Regions from separate parts of the Ovis aries genome. Here region 1 is linked to region 2. Evidence: chromatin contacts called from public Hi-C data. All regions are on one chromosome and are shown on one strand. Each heading gives the region's core, a stretch centred on a gene start, on an enhancer-like site or on the middle of the called end of the contact. The rest is flanking DNA. Distances are from core to core; before and after follow the strand shown. Region 1 holds the start of B4GALT1 (beta-1,4-galactosyltransferase 1). Region 2 has its middle 36 kb from the start of SPINK4.

What was found. Hi-C and Micro-C count contacts between places; a contact is called where the count stands out from the background.
Region 1: a Hi-C map of liver shows a contact between it and region 2, with 1.8 times the contacts expected there. The contact joins the promoter of B4GALT1 here to the enhancer-like site in region 2. A contact is called at or near these places in 4 of 16 Hi-C or Micro-C datasets (blood, liver, omental adipose tissue and 1 more).

The regions. Positions count from the first base shown.
Region 1 is chr2:37,998,565-38,001,264 of ARS-UI_Ramb_v3.0, forward strand. B4GALT1 (beta-1,4-galactosyltransferase 1) reads left to right here and starts at 1,364. Exons shown (of 6, transcript NM_001246211.1): 1 at 1,364-1,806. The coding sequence starts at 1,383. It overlaps LOC105607270 (a long non-coding RNA gene), which reads right to left and starts at 1,002. Exons shown (of 7, transcript XR_009599535.1): 1 at 812-1,002.
Region 2 is chr2:37,947,458-37,950,157 of ARS-UI_Ramb_v3.0, forward strand. No RefSeq gene overlaps it. Among named protein-coding and RNA genes, the nearest start is that of SPINK4, 36 kb to the left of the region's middle. Within about 2 kb of position 1,369, at least 41 of the 54 cell types and tissues checked have an H3K27ac peak or open chromatin away from gene starts, as enhancers often do. A contact at or near this core is called in liver, where this site is marked.

The sequences.
Region 1 (2,700 bases), core at 114-2,613, 51 kb after region 2:
GTGATAGCACCTCCGTGAGTCTTACTCAGGAATGAGGTGCCTGCCCACTGAGGCAATCAGGTGGGCCCGAGCCAAATCTGAAGCAAGCGACTTCAGTGCCTAAACCTCTCATCTAGATAGCTTCCAGCCCTTATCTGCAAATCAACAAGTGGGAAATAATGGTTTTAGAGCCAGAATTCTGCCTCTGCCTCATACCAGCTGAGCGAGTCTTAAATTTCTTGAGCCTTGAACTCTATCTGTAAAATGGGAACAATCTCTTACTTCATGGCATTGAGTCCAGGTCCGTTCATACTGTAAATAAAGCCAGCTGCTCTTCCTTTGCATGGCAGCGTAGGAGTTACTTGGGCTCCTGGACATCCTCCCACGCAATGCATGGTGGGGGATGCGCTAGAACAGGCACCCACACACTCCCAATCCGAGCTGGGTGGGTCTCCGATATCCCCTAGCCTGGGCTGTCGGACAGTGAGTCCAGAGAAGCGGAGATTCGTCCACTTTCTTTTCCACAGGATGCCAGGTGAGCCACGCCTCCTTGCTGGGCCCCCCACCTTCCCAGCTTGGTAGAGGGACCTAGCTCCGCCCAGGGACGGGGTTCGAACCTCTCAAAGAATCCTTCCGCTGTCCTACCTCCCGCTGGGCATCGAATCCGTTTCCAGGGCAACCTTTCTCCGCCCCTCTTCCTGACCCCCACCCAGATCTACCGAGGTCCACCGTTCTGGAAAGCTGCCGCGGCCACAACCCCTCCAGACAACAACCAGCCTGCCCTCTTCTCCTCCCTCTTCTCTGACGCCGCGCCGCAGGCCCAGACGCGTACCCCTGCTCTTTAGCCCTGCAGGAAGTGGCGGCGCGTCTCGGGGGCAGCTCGGAGAAAGAGGAGGAAGCGAGGCTTAGTAGGGACCGAACCCTCACGGTGCGGGCTTGAGAGGGCAGCGTGGGAACCCGAGAGCTCAACGCGGAGCCTGCGTGCTGCCAACCGCCTCCCCGAACGGCTCCGCCCCGGTAGCCGACCCTCCGCAGGCCCCGCCCCTCAGCTCGAGCACGCCCCTCCACAGGCCCCGCCCCACAATTCGGCCCCGCCCCCAGGCGGCCCCGCCTTCCAGCTACAGTCCTGAAAACTCTGCTTCTACTGGGGCCCTTCCCCCGCCCCGCTGACGGCCCCGCCCCAGCCCGCGCCCGCGCCTTGGGCGCACTTCTGCTAGCTGGGCTGCTGAGCCCGCCTGAGTCGCCGAGATCCGCCGCCTGCCCGCCGGTGCCGCTCCTTCGCCTTCCCCCGCCTCTCGGTCCCTCCCCCAAGTGCTGTGGTCTGGCAGTGCCTGGCTGGCGGCCCGCGGGCGGGCCGCCCTTCCCACGGTAGCCCACCCCCCTCTTAAAGCGGCGGCGGGAAGATGAAGTTTCGGGAGCCGCTCCTGGGCGGCAGCGCCGCGATGCCGGGCGCGTCCCTGCAGCGGGCCTGCCGCCTCCTCGTGGCTGTCTGCGCGCTGCATCTTGGAGTCACCCTCGTCTATTACCTGGCCGGCCGAGACCTAAGACGCCTGCCTCAGCTGGTCGGAGTCCACACAACGCTTCAGGGCAGCTCTCACGGCGCCGCCGCTATCGGGCAGCCCTCCGGGGAGCTCCGGCTGCGAGGGGCCGCACCGCCGCCGCCTTTGCAGAACTCTTCAGAGCTGCGCTCCCGGGCCGCCTCCAACCCAGACGCGGACTCTCGCCCCGGCCCTGGCCCGGACCCGGGGAGCAACTTGACTTCGGCCCCAGTGCCCTCCACCACAACACTGTCGCTGACCGAATGCCCTGAGGAGTCCCCGCTGCTCGGTAAGTTCCCCATGGAGGTTCGCCCATGCCCTCTTCCACGACAGACAGCCCCCCTGTTCCGGATCAGAGCTCCTAATCCGCAGACAGAGGTTCCGGGCTGGACTGGAGTGAGAGGTTGGGAGGTGAGTTCCTTCGGATTCATGGAGGCTGAGTAGGGCACGGTTTTGGAAAGCCGTTAGGCCCCTCCGACCCCAGAACCGGAGAAGACCTTGGAGACTTCCCAGCTCTGGCCCAAACCTCAAAAAGTTTCGGGAGTTTGAGTCCTACTAACTCGGAGCCGTCTTCGCCCTGCTAACTCTGCTTAGGGACTACCAGGCAGCTCAGAGTAACCCTCTCTAGCTTAGAAGAGTGATGATGAGGCCTCCAGCAGGGAAGGGAGCAGACCTCCCAGGTCACATCTCTGTCTTCGGTAGACCCACCGTCTCCTGAGTGTGGATTAACTTTATTCCTAAGCGTTTGGGAACGTGACTTGTCCCTAAACCTCTGGTTTTTCATCTGTTAAATGGAAATAAGAGTTACCTGTTTCAGGGGACTCTTCTGGAAGATTAGAGGAAGCAGTGTAAACAAGAGTTTAACGTGGGTAAGCCCTTGGTAAATTGTCACTATTGTGTTCCTTTCTTCCTCTCTATAGATGCCTGCCCTGGGGCCCTCCTACCCAGCTTCCTGCCCTTGTAGGTTCCCAAAATGTCTATGAGCAGGGCCCTCCCAGGGGCGGAGTGTGTTTGTACCAGTGTAGTGTGTGTATCCTGGGAGCTGGAGGGCTAAAATGTAAGTAACCAGTTAGTACCATGTTGACCCTTCCTTGGTAGCAACCTGGAGTCTCAGCTGTCTTGCCCAGATGATCTGAACTGGCGCCTCCAGCCTGTGTTTCAGCGGGAGCAGAGAGCTTGGGTC
Region 2 (2,700 bases), core at 119-2,618:
TTGAATTACGTTTATGGGGCATGTGTTCCAGGTTTCCTTTGGCCAATCATTCTGATTTGTCTGGTTCTGAGTCCATATTTGGTACTTCTCAGGATGCAACCCACTCCAGTGTTCTTGCCTAGAGAATCCCAGGGACGGGGGATCCTGGTGGCCTACCGTGGGAGTCGGACACGACTGAAGCGACTTTTAGCAGCAGCAGGATTCTCTCGTGTGTGTGTGTGTGTGTGTGTGTGTGTGTACTTCTTTCAGCCAAGATGGATTCCACCCAAGAGGCCTATGGGTAGATTAGGTGTCACTCCCCTTTTGATGTCCAAGGAGGTTTCTACTGGTGAAGGTTTCCTTGACTTCAAGAATGAGAAATATGTGGTCTCTTATCTTCTACCTGGGCAGGGCCCAGCCTCCCCTCTGGATTGTCCTGCTACTGATATTTTGGAATTTCTGTCCACAGGGAATGAACTCAAATTGCTTTCCCTGGGGAGGGTGTGGGGGGAGTGGATCTACCTCCTGTCTTAGTAGTGGGGCAGCTGCAAGAAGAGTAGATCCCTGCACCAAAGCTCCAAAGCCTTCAAGTTAAAGAGACCGTAACTGGATTCAGTCCTATATTCAGCACAAAAGTCTCAACACCACCTTTCTCTCTCAAGGCTGTGACCTTGAAACAGCTCCCACTGTGGGAAAGTAGGCCCAGCGAACATTCCAAAGATAGAGGGTGGGGGAGAAGCCTGCGACTACTTTGGGTCCAGCTGGAAGGTCAATCAGGGGTCATGCCCTCTCCATTCCTCCTCCAACACCACTCCAGACCAGTATAGAGGCAGAAACTCTGGAATCAGCAGTCTGTGCTTTAACAGGCCTTCTGGGTGATTCTGATGCCTGCTGAAGTTTTCAAACACTGTACCAAAGTGATAAATGGACATTCTCATCTATCTTAGACATCTATACACAGAGACAAGAGGAATTATGTCTGGACTGGGAAATTCTTCATGGAGACAGTGACATTTTATAGGAAGCCCCAGGCTAGATAAGCGAAAAGCAATTCAGGCAAAGTACTGTGTACCCAAAGGCACACAGGCATGGATTAGCCTGGCCTTTGAAGGGATCTACCAGTCGTTCTGTGGGATGGTCCCAGGCAAGGCAGAGAGATGAGCATGCAGAGGCAGGCAGGGGCCTTGAATATCACGTTTCAAGCGGCGAGGTAACACGGTACCCATTTCCCCTCCCCACGGCTGTCCAGACTGGCCTGAGTCAGACTTTGGTGGACCCATTTCCCGTCCCCGCCTGCCTTTCTCCTAGCTCTTCTCCCAATTCTCTCACCTCCTCCCTTCCCCTGGGGGTGGGACGGTCGGGTTTCCAGGCCAACCCCACCCCCGCTCTCCGCCCCCATCCGGCCAACTCGCTGACGTCAGCCAGGCCGGGCGTGTCTGGCTTGCGGTTTTGGAGGCTGGCCTGGCCCGGCCTCCCGGCTTTGGGGGAAAGGCCAGGGTGAGGGTCTGTGGGCAGGGTGCCGCGCAGGCGCACCTGCTGAAGGACGCAGTGGGGCTTTCAGGGCTGAAGAGAAAGTGCCTACCTCTGGAGACACCCTGTTTCTGAGGGAGAGGTCTATGATGTCAGTGTCGGTTGCTCAAGACCCAGGCTGAAGTCACTCAGCACCACAGCCTGGGGAATTGGCTCCCAGACTGCGCCCTCTTCTCCCTGACCTACCGAGCTGGTGACTCCCAGCGGGTCTGTTCTCCTAAGCCCTCAACACAGGATGCTTGGAGGTGATGAAGGGTGATAACAGCTTCTTAACAATCGGTACTGACTGTTTACCGAGCACTTAGACTGCTGGCAGTGAGTCACCTACTCCTTGTAGTTCTCAACTTTATGCCAACCAGTGCCGGTTTCTTATAATACTTTTAAGTGTCACTCAGCATTCATAGATAATGTAACCAACTTACATGGCAGTTTCCTAATATTAAACCATAAAATGCCACAGTTAGTGTAAGTGAAAGTGAAAGTGTTGCTTATTTGTGTCCAACCCTTTGCAACCCCATGGACTATAGCCCATCAGCCCCTATGTGTGCCATGGATTTCTCCAGGCAAGAATACTGGAGTGGGTGGCCATTACCTTCTCCAGGGGATCTTCCTGACCCAGGGATCGAACCCAGGTCTCCTGCATTGTAGGCAGATTCTTTACCATCTGAGCCACCAGTGAAAGTCGCGCAGTTGTGTCCAACTCTTTATGACCCCATGGACTATACATACAGTCCATGGAATTCTCTAGGCCAGAATACCGGAGTGGGTGGCTTTTCCCTTCTCCAGGGCGTCTTCCCAACCCAGGGATTGAACCCAGGTCTCCTGCATTGCAGGCGGATTCTTTACCAGCTGAGCCACAAGGGAAGCCCTTATGAGAACTGCCAAGAAAGAAAAAAAAATTGTTCCTCTACCCTTCTCAGCTCTTCTGACTGGTCTAAAAGTTAAATTGACATGAGACAGACTAACAGGAAAAAATCAAATGTAATCACTTAGGTTCAAGAAATCCACATTAACATGAGAGATTCCAAAGACACATAAAAATAGCATATATAAGTCATTCTGGGCTAAAGAGAAGGGGGCGCTGCCCAGGACTTCAAAGGGAAGGAAGGCAATTTATAGGAGATGAAAAAAGAGCAAATGTTTAGTAAACAAATGTTTGCTGGGCCATGTAGAAACAATGGGACACAGAGA